Linked DNA regions of Mus musculus: all the other regions are linked to region 3. The links are chromatin contacts, called in public promoter capture Hi-C maps. All regions are on one chromosome and are shown on one strand. Each heading gives the region's core, a stretch centred on a gene start, on an enhancer-like site or on the middle of the called end of the contact. The rest is flanking DNA. Distances are from core to core; before and after follow the strand shown.

What was found. Promoter capture Hi-C pulls out the DNA fragments that hold promoters and counts their contacts.
Region 1: a contact with region 3 is called in a promoter capture Hi-C map of cranial neural crest. The contact joins the promoter of Dhtkd1 here to the promoter of Ucma in region 3. A contact is called at or near these places in 8 of 39 promoter capture datasets (the 3T3-L1 cell line, cranial neural crest, embryonic stem cells and 5 more) and 2 of 115 datasets of contacts at active chromatin or transcription factors (embryonic stem cells and large pre-B cells).
Region 2: a contact with region 3 is called in a promoter capture Hi-C map of hippocampal neurons, with 4 times the contacts expected there. The contact joins the promoter of Nudt5 here to the promoter of Ucma in region 3. A contact is called at or near these places in 12 of 39 promoter capture datasets (the 3T3-L1 cell line, the HPC-7 cell line, cranial neural crest and 8 more), 7 of 115 datasets of contacts at active chromatin or transcription factors (bone marrow-derived macrophages, embryonic limb bud, embryonic stem cells and 2 more) and 1 of 9 other capture datasets (embryonic stem cells).
Region 4: a contact with region 3 is called in a promoter capture Hi-C map of embryonic stem cells, with 4 times the contacts expected there. The contact joins the enhancer-like site here to the promoter of Ucma in region 3. A contact is called at or near these places in 7 of 39 promoter capture datasets (the 3T3-L1 cell line, 3T3-L1-derived adipocytes, the C10 cell line and 4 more).
Region 5: a contact with region 3 is called in a promoter capture Hi-C map of embryonic stem cells, with 5 times the contacts expected there. The contact joins the enhancer-like site here to the promoter of Ucma in region 3. A contact is called at or near these places in 6 of 39 promoter capture datasets (the 3T3-L1 cell line, cranial neural crest, embryonic stem cells and 3 more) and 1 of 9 other capture datasets (embryonic stem cells).

Annotation. Positions count from the first base shown.
Region 1 is chr2:5,941,416-5,944,115 of GRCm38.p6, reverse strand. It overlaps Dhtkd1 (dehydrogenase E1 and transketolase domain containing 1), which reads left to right and starts at 1,324. Exons shown (of 17, transcript NM_001081131.2): 1 at 1,324-1,601. The coding sequence starts at 1,445.
Region 2 is chr2:5,843,754-5,846,453 of GRCm38.p6, reverse strand. Nudt5 (nudix (nucleoside diphosphate linked moiety X)-type motif 5) reads right to left here and starts at 1,420. Exons shown (of 10, transcript NM_016918.3): 1 at 1,069-1,420. Cdc123 (cell division cycle 123) reads left to right here and starts at 1,277. Exons shown (of 13, transcript NM_133837.5): 1 at 1,277-1,619. The coding sequence starts at 1,546.
Region 3 is chr2:4,974,677-4,977,560 of GRCm38.p6, reverse strand. It overlaps Ucma (upper zone of growth plate and cartilage matrix associated), which reads right to left and starts at 1,439. Exons shown (of 5, transcript NM_001113558.2): 1 at 1,252-1,439; 2 at 841-906; 3 at 656-751. The coding sequence starts at 1,309.
Region 4 is chr2:5,759,397-5,762,103 of GRCm38.p6, reverse strand. No RefSeq gene overlaps it. Among named protein-coding and RNA genes, the nearest start is that of Gm29857, 33 kb to the right of the region's middle. Within about 2 kb of position 1,348, at least 8 of the 459 cell types and tissues checked have an H3K27ac peak or open chromatin away from gene starts, as enhancers often do. A contact at or near this core is called in embryonic stem cells, where this site is marked.
Region 5 is chr2:5,800,150-5,802,849 of GRCm38.p6, reverse strand. The region is part of intron 10 of Cdc123 (cell division cycle 123); the gene reads left to right. Among named protein-coding and RNA genes, the nearest start is that of Gm29984, 24 kb to the left of the region's middle. Within about 2 kb of position 1,374, at least 104 of the 459 cell types and tissues checked have an H3K27ac peak or open chromatin away from gene starts, as enhancers often do. A contact at or near this core is called in embryonic stem cells and hematopoietic stem and progenitor cells, where this site is marked.

The sequences.
Region 1 (2,700 bases), core at 75-2,574, 970 kb before region 3:
CCCAACAAGGCCACATCTTCTAATCCCTGTCAAGTAGTGCCACTCCCTTGTGACCAAGCATTCAAATCTATGAGCCTATGGGGACCACTCTTATTCAGACCACCACATCACATTAAGCAAAGTAAGCCAGGCTCAGAGAGAAAAACAAATATATATTGGAATATATATACATATACAGGCATACATAGATATAGATATATAGAATCTTAAAGGGCTGGAGAGGAACTCGAGAACCCTGGCTACTCTCCCAGAGGATCTGGCTTGGATTCCCAGTGCCCACATGGTGGCAACAGCTATCTGTTACTCCAGTTCCTGGGTGCTTATGTCCTCTTTGTGGATCCACAGGCACTGTTTGCACCTGGTGCACAGACATACATGCAGGCAAAACTCCCATAGACAGAGAGCATTATAAGAAACATGAAAATGGAAGCAGTCACATTTGGGAGGAAGGAAGAGCTAGTGGGGGCAGGGACAAGAGGAGGTTGAATGGGGTGAGGAATTTGATCAAAGTACATATACATGTGTGAAAAATGTTAAGAGGAGAACATCAGTTTCACAAATCATATATGCTAATACATTTAAGGTCTAAGTAACTACATGGCCTAGTAAGGTTGGCATTAGAACTTGTAGTCTGATACCTGCCTAGTGGAGGGCTTGTTTGGCTACTGTACCTACCTACTTCTATATGTTGGTTGATAGGGCAGCATCCTTACATCACAGCACCAATATAAAGGCCTTAGTAGGGTGGTGGTGGCCCATGCCTTTGATCCCAGCACTCAGGAGGCAGAGAGGCAGGCAGACCTCTGAGTTCAATGCCATCCTGATCTACAGGGCGAGTTCCAGGACACAGAGAAACCCTGTCTCAGGGTGAGGTTGGGGGCTGGGAGGGTGGGGCGGGAGGAGAGAAGAGGGGAGAATACAGGAGAGTAGAAGGCATCAAAGGGGAGGGACGGTAAGGAAGGACAACAGAGAACGAAGTATGAATAAAAATGCAATGTAGTGATGAAACCTATCAATTTGCAGGCTAACTTTAAAACAAGGTGAAATTGAGTTTTCTTCTCTCTCCCAAATTCTTTCTTTCTGCATTCGTTGTTTCTGTAATGAAAACTACGCGGCTGTACTCTGGAGCTTCCAGCAGAGGGTGACTATTAAGGCGGGTCGCCAGCCTTGCACGGGGTCCAAATCCAGGAGGCCTTTGACCCCGAGATCTCCCCCAAACCTACCAGCCTGTATACAAGGCGTGCCTACTCCTCAGATTCCAGCCTTTCATTGGCCCTGAGAGGCCCGCCTCTTGACCAATGAGGCCTGGGGGCGTTATCCTGGGACGGGTCCTCAGACTCACGTGGTGTGTTCGGGTCTCCTCTCCTGCACCGGACCCTCGCTCTCCTTGGTTGTAGCTCTTATTTTTCTATTCTTCCACGGCGTCTTCGACCCCAGATTGGATATGGCATCGGCCGCCACTGTGGCAGCTGCAGGGAGAGCTCTCCGCCGGGCCGTTCTGCTTCTCCGGCGCGGTTACCAGACGGAGAGGGGCGTCTATGGATACCGGCCTAGGAAAGCCAAGAGCGGAGAGCCTCGAGGCGACCGTGCACGCCCCTCAGGTTGGGGATGCAGCGGGCAGAGGGCAAGGACCAGAGGGGGCTCCTGTGCAGCTTGTGGTGGCTCCGGGGAGCTTCTGGCCTGTGAGGAATCTGGCCTTGGAGAGCAGAGGAGACAGACGGAGGGAAGCTTGGGAATTGTCAGTGTCGAGGTCTCACCAGTGTCTAACCTTCACAGTTAGACATCCCTGGCTTTGTTTCCACGTAATCTACCCATCTTTCTTATTGGGTCCTGGCTTGGGGACAGCTTCTTTTAATTTCTTTCCCTTAAAGAAGTGGGAATTTGGCTATTGGCAGAGACTGGTCTGTGGGAGGAGACACTTTCTAAGACCTCCCAGTTCTTTTGTTTGTTTGGTTTTTGTTTTTTGTTTTTCGACTCTGTATAGCCCTGGCTATCCTGGAACTCACTTTGTAGACCAGGCTGGCCTCGAACTCCCGCCTCCTGAGTGCTGGGATTACAGGCGAGCGCCACCACGCTCCGCTGACCTCCCAGTTCTTAAGTGGATTTTCAGGGCCAACTGTGTGACATCTCTGTGCTGCTGCTGCTTCTTCTTCTTCCCCTTGGTTTTTTTGTTTGTTTGTTTGTTTGTTTTTGTTTTGTTTGTTTTTCGAGACAGGGTTTCTCTGTATAGCTCTGGCTGTCCTGGAACTCACTTTGTAGACCAGGCTGGCCTCGAACTCAGAAATCCGCCTGCCTCTGCCTCCCGAGTGCTGGGATTAAAGGCGTGCGCCATCACTGCCAGGCTCCTCTTTAACTTCTAAGAGCCTGATTAGACCTTTGACTCTTTCTTCACACTTAGGAACTTTAGTACTTTGCTATTTACCCCGGGACCACTAAAAATAAACCTCATCTCATTCATTTGTATGCAGTCAATTTTTTTTTTCTTTGAGACCGTGTTACTCTGTGGAGCCCCGGCTATCCAGGAACTAGCTATGTAGACCCCAGAGGCCTCAAACCCTGAGATCTGCTTGCCTCCACCTCCTTAGTGTGGGACTAAAGGTGTGTGCCACCACGACCTGCTATCATGGACCAGCTATAGTGGAATATTTTTAGGGAAAGCATTTTGATCAACTAGATTGTTAATTCTGGCTTTGCAAGCTA
Region 2 (2,700 bases), core at 171-2,670, 870 kb before region 3:
AGGATTGATTAATTCTGGATACCACCATTCTTAAATAAGAAGCTCTGCTATCCACAACACATCATTATACACTGCAACATTATAAACCATTGATCTTGATTTTGGAAGGTATTCTTTAAGCAATGCTTCCAACCACTTTACCTGTAACATTTCAAACAATGTATACCTCTCCTGTGTGTGTGTGCACGCGCGAGCACGAATTCTAATTCAAAATACAGAGGATTCTGTTCATCAGTTCTAACAAATACCTTTCTAAAGAGGTCAACAGTGGCTGGGGTTTTTCCTCTCTCTCTAATTTAAACTGCTTAGATGCGCTGTGGAAAATGCAATTTATTTTTCTGTGAGGGTGAGTATCAGAAATGTGGTGCTTCTGGACAAATACGTGCTTGGAACATGCCCAAGGCTTCTACATTACAGGAAGCACCAGAGGGTTTGAAAGGCCTGTCTCTTGCAGCTGGTGATTTTTTTCCTTTTTTTTTTTTTTTTTTAAAAAGAAACTGAACTTTGTAGGATGATAGATGGAAAAAGGAGTAGGGAGAAAAATGATATCACAAGTTGTCGTATACAAACTCTTCCAACCTTTTACGATTTCATCATTGCAGAGACATTGATAAAAATATGTGCTTTTTCCACACTGGTAACTTTTTCGGAATTGGACTAAACTTTAAGCTTAAAAGACACAACTTTCCCCTTTTTCTTGATTTCTCAGACGAACATCGCTTCTTTCATCTTCAGGATCGTAAAATACCACCCTCCTCCCCAGAATCGTGCATGCGGGACTTCTTCCCTGTGTCTCTAAAATCTACTTTCCGGAATGAGAAGGGGCCATCCTTCTTGTAGATGCCTCAACTGATGTGTTCCAACATTTACTGTGCTGTTCCCAGGTTCCTCTCGTAGCCCAGGCTGGTCCGCCTGGATCCCGGGTTCTCGTCTCGCGCTCAGGCGCAGACGCGGAGACACGCGCGCGCGGCGGGCTGTACTCTGGGCACCATCGGTTGTGCTCGCGCCCTTTTTTCCCTTCCCCTCTCCAAGGACACTTAGTACCGAGGTTGGCTCGCGCCCACTTACCTACACTAAACTGTGGGATGTGGAAGGGATTGAGGAGGAAAGGAAAAAGGATCAGGCAGAAGCTGCAGTCTCCGTAGAATCAGGCGCCACCGCTAGAGACACCGGCGCCTCTCGTGGTGCAAGGAGGATGTGCACACGTCCTCCTCCAGGCACCCGTAGAAGCTCAGCTAGCTTCAGATGATTACCTTCCGGGTCGAGGTGCATACAGACGAAAGCGGAGATGTAAGCTTCCTAAAAATCTACGCTTTCGTGCCTCTTCTCTGCGGACTCAGATCTCTGTGTGTCTTGCGCGTCTGTGTGGGCACGCTAAGCATACAGTCTACCATGGCTCTAGAGTCTAGCGCCAGCGGACTTTTACGGACCGGAAGAGTCCTTTCTTTAAGACGGCTCGGTCGGCACTTCCGGAAGTGCTGCGCAGGGTTCCGGGAGAGGGCTGGCGGGAGAGGGAAAGGCGGCTATTGACGCGGCAGCTGGAGAATGAAGAAGGAGCATGTTAGTCACTGTCAGTTCTCCGCGTGGTACCCACTTTTCCGAAGCCTTACCATCAAGAGGTAACCTATCCCGGAGTCAAACCGGGGGGTTTGGGTAAATCCCATCCCTTCAGAAAACTAAACAAAATCCGCAGGCCTTCTACTCAGTGGGAGCGACTGTGTCGAGCTGCGGATTTTCTATTGGCTTTGACGGAGCAAGATTAACAAGTAGATCAGTGTTTGCCGTGCGTCCTGTTCGGAATCAAAGAGCGAGTCGAGGGAGGTAGGGAGGCGGTGGGGGTCCTCGGTAGGGTAGATTGAAATAGATACTTTGGGAATTGTCAGAAGCGCAAGGCAATAAACAAAACAAAACTGGAGACTTTGCCTGCTGCTGACCGACAACCCCCTCTGGTGAGAGTTGCGTTCCATCATTGTACAATGAGAACAGTGATACAGACGGTACCTCCAAGTCTGGATGAAGCTCCAGTTTGGTAGTGTGTATAGGTTGCATTGCTACTGACGATCCAGTGTTCTGAGAAGAAGCAACCCATCTGGAGAGAAAGTGGGATCGTTTGGTTTTTGGTTTTGGGTTTTTTTTTTTTTTTTTTTTTTTTTTTTGATTTTTGAGACAGGGTTTCTCTGTGTAGCCCTTGCTGTCCTGGAACTCACTTTGTAGACCAGGCTGGCCTCGAACTCAGAAATCCACCTGCCTCTGCCTCCCAAGTGCTGGGATTAAAGGCGTGAGCCACCACCGCCTGGCTGAGAAGGTGGGATCCTATTCTCTAGTTCTCTGGCCTGGAACAAGGAATCTGTCCAGGTTTGCAGAATGCCCACGGTGAATTGGTGCATCCAAAAACAAAACAAAACAAAACCACAAAAAACAAAATCCTGCCCCCAAGAATTAGATTGTAGAGTCAGAACCCTCTGTCTGGCTTTGAATTCTGGTTCTATCAGCATCTTCAGCAAATTACTTAATCTCTCTAAACCACATTTGAAAACTTAGAAACATAATAGGATTGTCATGAGAATTGCAAAAGAAAAAAAATACTTAAAATGTTGCCACTCTTTTGTAGCACATAGTAAACACATGAAAAATGTTGCCTGTTACCTTTTGGATTTAATAAAGCCTCATTAAAGTGAATTTTTTTTTTTTTAATTTTAT
Region 3 (2,884 bases), core at 190-2,689:
TGTCCTAGAACTCATCTGTAGACCAGGCTGGCCTCGAACTCAGAAATCCACCTGTCTCTGCCTCCCAAATGCTGGGATTAAAGGCGTGCACCACCACTGCCCAGCTCATCCTGGTCCTCTTTTTTTTTTTTTTTTAAGATTTATTTATTTATTATATGTAAGTACACTGTAGCTGTCTTCAGACACCCCAGAAGAGGGCGTCAGATCTTGTTACAGATGGTTGTGAGCCACCATGTGGTTGCTGGGATTTGAACTTCAGACCTTTGGAAGAGCAGTCGGGTGCTCTTACCCACTGAGCCATCTCACCAGCCCCCTGGTCCTCTTAAGGTGGTTTATTTTATACAGTTCTTTACTCTGATGCCACATTCAGTTCAACCAGTGGCCCACAGACAGTGAAATATGATACCGTTTCTATATTTTTATTTATTTAATTTACTAGGGACATATTCCTACCACTGTGTGCACATGGAGGTCAGAGAGCAACTTTTTGGGGCCAGTTGTCTTCTACCAAATGCAATCCAAGGACTTAATTCCACTCACTTTCACCCTTTGAGCCATCTCACTGGCCCCAGATATCGTACTACTGCTCCCAGAACTTTAATCTCTTGGGGCTTTGGTCTTCCACAGTGGGAGGGAGACCATCCAGCAGCCTTACCATTAACTTCATCTCGGGACTTAGGAGACCGCTTGCCACGCCTCTTGAGGAAATTGGAGGCATCAGATTCTTGCATGAAAATCTTCTGTTTCACACCTGAAACCAGAAAAGGGCTCTTCACACGCACATGGGATGGGGGAGCAGGATCCACCTCTCCCACATGTAGGGATCGCCCCTAGACTCACCTTCCTGCACCCCCTCTGCAGCTGCCTGCCTGCTCCCCACAGAAGCGCTGGTCCCCTCCTGTAGCACTGTAGGGTAAGGCACAAGGAAAGGTGGCAACATCAGAGGCCCCGGTGGGGCTTCGATAGTTCTGGGTGCAGTGGCTTGCCAGACTGCATATGGGGCGCTCTGCCCCTTGGCATACCATCCAGTCTTGATGGAAACCCACCATATGAGCTGGGTTGCTTCCTATTTTTTATCTTTGCTGTTTTTCTCTATTACATTATCTTTTGCACACACACAAACACACACCAAGAATAGTTTCCTTACTAAACACACCCCTCCTACCTATGCCACCTGAACAAATTTACCTATACGTAGTAAGTATTCCTGTGTAGCTAACACCACCCACCCTTTGACCCTCCCATACTCACTACACAGGAGCACCAGGGCCAAGAGAGATGACAGGAGAATGACCCGTCTCCAGGACATCTTTACAGAGCACCCCCAGAAACCACAGGACAGATAATAAGGTGAGGTATCTTGGAAGTCCCCAGTACTCTGAAGCAGCTGCCCAGTAAGTCCTCACTTCTGAGTCAGGCAGACAGGCAAGAGAGAGAGAGAAACAGAAGGCAGGAAGCCGGGATGCCACTGGGGGAGAGTGGGAGGGGTCCTGGCTGTGGTTTCCATTGGCTGCTCCAGGCCAGAACACTGGAGATGTTTTTGGCCCCTGGAAAAATCTCCACAGAAGTGGAGCTTGTGGGCCCTGGCAGGGGCAGTTTTAAACTGTCCTTGCCAACGTCCGTGCCCAAGGAGATGCTCTGAGAAATACTCAGCCTGAGTCCAAGTGGGAGAAGCAGATGGCGTGTTTGAATGAGTTCTTTGCATGTTCTCAAGATGGGGTAGGATGCTGGGAGCCACGGCTGAAACATATGGGGCCAGAGAAAGAAGGAATTTCTCAGAGATTATTTGCATCCAAATGTCAGACAAGAATGGCTCCTGATATCTGAATACAAGATGTCTGTCTGGTGAAGCTCACTGAGCCACAGGGCCATTCTGGTGACTTCTATGGGATCTCCTCACCTGATACACTGTTCCCAGGGATGATAACACAAAGTAAAACATGGAGCCCTTGGCCTAAGGAGATAGCTCAGTGATAGGGAGTATGCCTGGCAAGCCGGAGACCCTAGGTTCAACCTATGTATTATTTTTGTTTTGTTTTGTTTTTTTGTTTTTTGTTTTTCGAGATAGGGTTTCTCTGTATAGCCCTGGCTGTCCTGGAACTCACTTTGTAGACCAGGCTGGCCTCGAACTCAGAAATCCGCCTGCCTCTGCCTCCCGAGTGCTGGGATTAAAGGCATGCGCCACCACGCCCGGCCAACCTATGTATTATTTAATGAACTATATTAATATTAATGACTAGTTATAAGCATCTTTAAAACACGAAACTATGTTTGTGGAGATGCAAGAAGACAACAATAGCAAAATGCTTATACTTCTTTATAACCTGGCTGGGGAGATGGCTCAGTGTTCCAATTATGCTTGCTGCTCTCGCAGAGGACTGGAAGAGAACATCCTTGCCTCACCTCAAAGGGAGCCAGTATACTAGCACACAGACACACACACAGACACACACACACACACACACACACACACACACACAAATATAAATATAAATAAAAAAAAATACTTCTTAGCAACCACTTGCATGCAGCCCTTCGGGTCCTCTGAGCTGTGTGGAGCACTAGAACACCGTCCCTTTAACGTTTCAGTGTTTCTGGGATGGTCATCCAGCTTGCTGCAAGCTGAAGGATTGGACAACTGGAGTTTTTCCAGTAGTGATCATCATTTGAAGTGACAATTTTGGAATTTTGGTTTCCTTAAGAAACACAGAAATATGATAAGACTGTTTTCCCTCTAGTCCCAGGTGTGGGATACGGGGCTGCTTCTGAGCGACTGCCGCAGCTGACTATGATTTGCCTCGTGCTCCAGCAGAGGCATGGATTTGCCAGCTGTAGATAGTTTCTGTGATTGTGTGACATTTGGAATCTGGGGACTTTTCAGAGG
Region 4 (2,707 bases), core at 99-2,598, 780 kb before region 3:
CTGGTAAGCCCCAGGATCCCCCTGTCCACCTCCTGGTCCTGGAATTACAAGTGCATGCCGCTATACCTGACTTTATGGGGGTGCTGGGAATTGAACTCAGGTCCTTGAGCTCGCACAGCAGGTTCTTTACTGATTGAGATGTCTTCCCAGGCCTCTTGCACCTTTCTTACACACATGGCAGCAGGCCAATGGGATCCAGAAAATTCCTCTATGGATTTCATCTCAGGTGACCCTAGGCTGCGTCAAGCTGACAACTGACATTAATAGTACAATCACTGAGTTCCACCCCCAGCTGCGAGGCTGACTGGTGTGGAAGAGAATTGAGGCAAGACCTACAGGGCTTGGGACCACAGTAGTTTTTCTCCAGGGGACTCACTGCAAGTTCAGTGCATTGCTACAACTGTCTCCTGTGTACAAGTGTCCATATTTCCAAATAGAGACATAAATGAGGATGTTTACCACTTCAGGAGCCCGCTGCCCAGGTCCCTAAGGTGGCCTCTAAGTGTTCACCCAGCTCAGAAAGGTCTTGGTGAGCAGTCTCGAGAATGATCTAGAAAGCTTAGCTGCTGTCTTGGAACACCCAGTCTGTGACATGTTGGGGCCACACCATGGTCTTCAGCTAGAAATAGATTACTTTGGAGGGAGGGTGGGGTGGTTTTTCTCTGTGAAGCAATGGAAAACACTTGTGGATTAAATGAAGCAGGAAAGCCAGTTGATGGTTGGGGTGAAAGAAAGACTTTGTTTTATATGGTTTAAAACCACAAAGGATTGGTAAAACAGGCCACGTGGGCTTGTCTGGGAGATGAAGAACATGGTTCCCTGTTTATTGGTTTAATAGCAATTAGCCACCCTCAGAATCTTGCTGAGGATCTTGGTTGCCTGGTGGAACATTGCTTTCATTACGTGGTGGCTGCTCCGGGCCTGCACTCCTGCCCTGTGAAAGCTCCTTTTCCTTCCCCTTGGGGGGGGGGGATCTCCGTTTTCAAGGGCCTTTCTTTTCAAAGACCTTCCTTCACTTGGAATAATCTTACATTTCTAATCTCTGGATTTTTTTTTTCTTTTTCTTTTTCTTTATGTTGCTGGGGATGAAGCCCAGGGCCTCACTCACTTAGCTCTCCACATCTGGTCCGATCTATCCCTCAGCCTTCATCAGTGAGCTCTGAGCAGTACAGCCTGGCTTCTGGAACATTCCATCTTTGTTGTGGATGGGCCTGGTGCTATTTGTATTTCGATGCTAATTCCATTCTCCTGGGAGGGGTTGTGGACAAGGAGTGAGTCACATACCAGGTGACTTCTTGTGAACCAATCCTCTAATGAATAAAGGAGCCAATCACTGGGTGAGTAGGTGGGACTTCCGGATTGGATGGCGGAAGAGAAAGAGAAGAGAGGTAGGGGCATTTGGAACGGGAATAGAGTAAGGGCAAGATGTAACTGCTAGAGTTTCCCGGTATCATAGTGGATCTGCCAGGATTTGCCACTGGAGGAATCAAATTTAATAAGGCTTACAAGATTGGGTTTTAGTTGTTGTGCCCAGAGAATGAGTTACCATTGTTTCTGAGCTAAGTTTGTGTGGTGTTTTTCTTCTCATGGCATTTCAACTGGGTTCCAGTGAGGACGGTATGGCGGCAAAGCATGGGTTTGCCAGATGTGCAAAGGCTGTGAGGGCTTTGAAGCATAGGGCTGGCATGGTAGCGACCCTGTGCTTCAAAAAAAGGTCAAGATAAAAAAGGACAGCCATTGCCCACCAGTGCATGCCTGGTCATGCCGCCGGGGCAGAGAGTTGCTGGCACAAGCACAGGAACATGCCGGTTCGTTTTTAATATTTCCCGCAACACATCCTCACCTGTCCCAGTGCATGCTACCCTGTGGCTACCCTGCTTACCTAAACTACCTTCTTATCATGCTGCCTCTAATGTTTCATGAGCCACCCTTTATGTGAAGTCATGCTAGACTCGTTTTCCTTAGCTCCCCCAGATGAAGGCTCTATGGTCAGTGTATTAACTAAGTATATAGGCTTGGCTGGGGGGCTGCGGCTGGCCTAGCATACCCAAGGCCCTGGGTTCAATCCCCAGTACTGCAAAAATGAATGAATAAACAAATAAATAAACACTGTCTGGCCTTGGCTACTGATTACCTTCCCCTGTAAATGGTCAGTTCCGAAGAGTCGGCAGGTTGTGACCATCCTTCTTAGATTTGCTAAGACGCTGGCACGGGTCTAGTTGCTGGTCCTCACTGAACATCAGGAAATGCCCTCTCCTCTCTGAAGTGGCTCCAAATTTACCCACTAGTGCCTGTTTGAGTCGCCCTAAATTGATGAGATGGGAACAATGTAACAATGGCAATGGTGATCTCCCCCAATGACCGACTGAGATGGGGACAATGTAACAATGGCAATGGTGATCTCCCCCAATGACCGACTGAGATGGGGACAATGTAACAATGTAATAATGACAATGACAATATCCCACAGTGATTGAGGTGGAGACAAAGCTGGAGAACAAAATAATTGGAAGAGAACAATAGAGATTTAAATGGCCATAGAAAGAACCAAGCTTTGGGGGTACATACCTGTCATCCCAGCACTTGGAAAATAGAGACAGGAAGATTGGAAGTTTGAGTTTAGCCTGGGCTACTAGTGAGTTCAAGGGCTACATAAGGGGGACTCTATCATAAACTGAAGTCTTTGGAAAAAAGGAAGGGAAAAATG
Region 5 (2,700 bases), core at 125-2,624, 830 kb before region 3:
TTTTATCTAATATATAAAAACATAAATTGGATATGAATTTAATGTTTGAGTGCATGTCTGCATCATGTCCTGTTTAGTTCTGGATTCCTTACATAAGTGAACTAATCCAGGCAAAGGGCAAGTACTACATGATTTCATTCATATGGGAAACCAAAGGAGTTCCTACTCAAATGTTTGTCATCCCTTTATGGTAAGAACATTCAAAATTCTCCCGTTTCTGGCCTGAGTTTACTGAACTGACAGCACATCCTCATTGTCTGGCAGGCACCCCAGCCTCCAGGATAGGTATAAGTGTCACTAGAGACGTTGGAGGTGACAGTATCCTATCCCAGTAGTTAAATGTTGGAGGCCCCAATGGTCTCCCCTCTGTGCAGTAGCATACAGAACTTCTTATTCTTCTTTATTAACTATTGATCATCTTCTGCCACGTCGCTCCCCACACCAGCCTCTGGTAGCCGTCTTTCTACCCTTGACCCGTGGAAGATCCCTGGTTGAGTTCACATATGAATGAGATCCTGTGGTATTTGCCCTTTTTCCTGGATTAGTTCACTTACATTACGCCTCCCAGTTCATCCGCATTGCCCCAGAGTACTAGGCAGCTATGTTTCTTATTGCTCAACAGTTCTGTTGTGTGTTTGGACCACATTTTCTTTATCTATTTGTCTGCACTTCCAGGTTGTTGTGGGTAGTGTGGAAATTGAGATTGGGGGACAACTGTTCTTTCAGGTATTCACGTCTTTGGATGTATGCCCAAGAACTGGGATGCTGGGTCATATGGTGTGTCTGTTTTTAATCTCTTTATTTATTTACATTGATCGTGTGAGAACATGGACTTGAGTGTGCTTCTGTCTTTCCACCATGTGGGTTCCTGGGATCAAGCCCAGGACCTCAGGTTTGTCAGCAAGTGCCTTCAAAGGCCGAGCCTCCCTAGGAGCCTCTTTAACTTTGTAGGGCACTTGCATGCTCTTCCTCAGCTAGACTAGCTTACCTTCCTCCCCACAGTCCGTGAGGACTCCTGGTCCCCAGATCCTTGCCAGTGCTTGTCGCCTTGGTACTTCTGGCTGGTGAGAGGCAGGTTCTCTGAAGACACATGTGAACACAGCACACATGCACACAATCACAAACACATCTGAAAGGACAGGGGAGCAGAGGTCGAGACAAGGAAGGATGCTTGGGAAAGTTCCAGCTGGACGGAAAGAAACCTCCGAGGCCTGGGAAGCAGGGTGAGTTCATAGACAGACATCTGATCCCGCAGGCAGGAGTCGCTTCTCTGCTTCCTGGTAAAGACGTTGGCAGCCTGCTGTGTGTGTCTGTGCTGTGCTAGCTGCTGTACTGCCCACAGGAAGCATCAAACAAGATAGCCTTGAACGTTGGAGGAAGTTATCTTGATGTGGAAGTGGCAGACTTGTGTTCGCGAGGTGTGGCCTGTGGCAGGCAGCATCTAGGCAGTTAGAACAGGGTAAAACCAGCCTTTTGTCTAGAACACGCTCCCTTCCCGGAAGGCTTTTATTATCATTTAGTTCTGTATCTCAGTCTGTATATGCTGTGGGGTAAGTGTTATCTGCCTGCAGTGTATAGATACTAAACTAGTTATTTCATATCGGCAGTTGAAAATGTTGGAACCTGCCAAGCTGCCTCCTGTCCCTGGCAAATGTCCTGATCACTAACTCAGTGGGGCTGACAGGTAGACGCAGCTGTTTAGCCTGTAAAAGAGTTGAGGAATTAAAGTGAAGTTGGACGAGTATATAAGTAATGGTAGCTGAGATCCTGCAGATCTGAAAAAGAGTTCATTTTTAAAAGCGAGAAGCATGCCAGTCTAAACATCCTGACAGTTTCCGTTCCGAGATTTAGACCATATTGTAAAACCCATTTGCATTTACTCAATGGTACGTGTATCAGAGTTTGTTAGACACTTTCTTGAATATATTATTTTGTGGCTATTCTTGTAGAAAGCTCACTCGTGTCTGTAAGTAGTTTGGCTCGTGACATATAACTGAAGTGTTTGTACCTAGTGACACTTTGGCGTGTCTATGTTTATTGTTGTTGGGCAACTTGATTCAGGGCTGTAGAGTCTTAACTGTTCTATGCACATCAGGTCAGTAGCCCACCCATTCTGTGAGTCTAGGATGGACACTGGGTAAGGTTTCAGAAGCCCCCTCAGGGATGATGATGTACGGCTAGAATTTAAAATCCTTATTTACATTGTGTGTGTGTATATAAGAGAGAGACACACAGAGGCAGAAGGTGGGGGGGTTTCACTGCATAGCTCTAGCTAGCTCAGAACTCACTATGTAGAGCAAGTTGGCCTGGAACTCACAAAGATCCATCTGCCTCTTATTTTAGAGTCTTAGAAAATCAATGTTGTTCCTTTCTAGTCTTTTCCCTGTGACTTGTGTTGCTGATAACTTGTTTTATTGCTTTCTGGACAGAATGTTGTTTAATTTTGAGTCTTGCTATTGTAAGTTTGGCTTTGTAACTTGATCATGCCAAACAAAGGAAGTCCAGCGTGTGCTGTGTTCTGCAGACTCATGGATCTAGACCAGGCTTGTTGCTGAAATATGTAGCTTTGGAAGCAAACGCGCATCCTTTTCAGATCAAACACATTTTCGGGGAAGGGATAGAATTACAGATGAGCAATACTGGCAGGGGTTCTTTGTGCTATTTCTTTATTTTTTATATGGAGACTTTATCACATGGGGA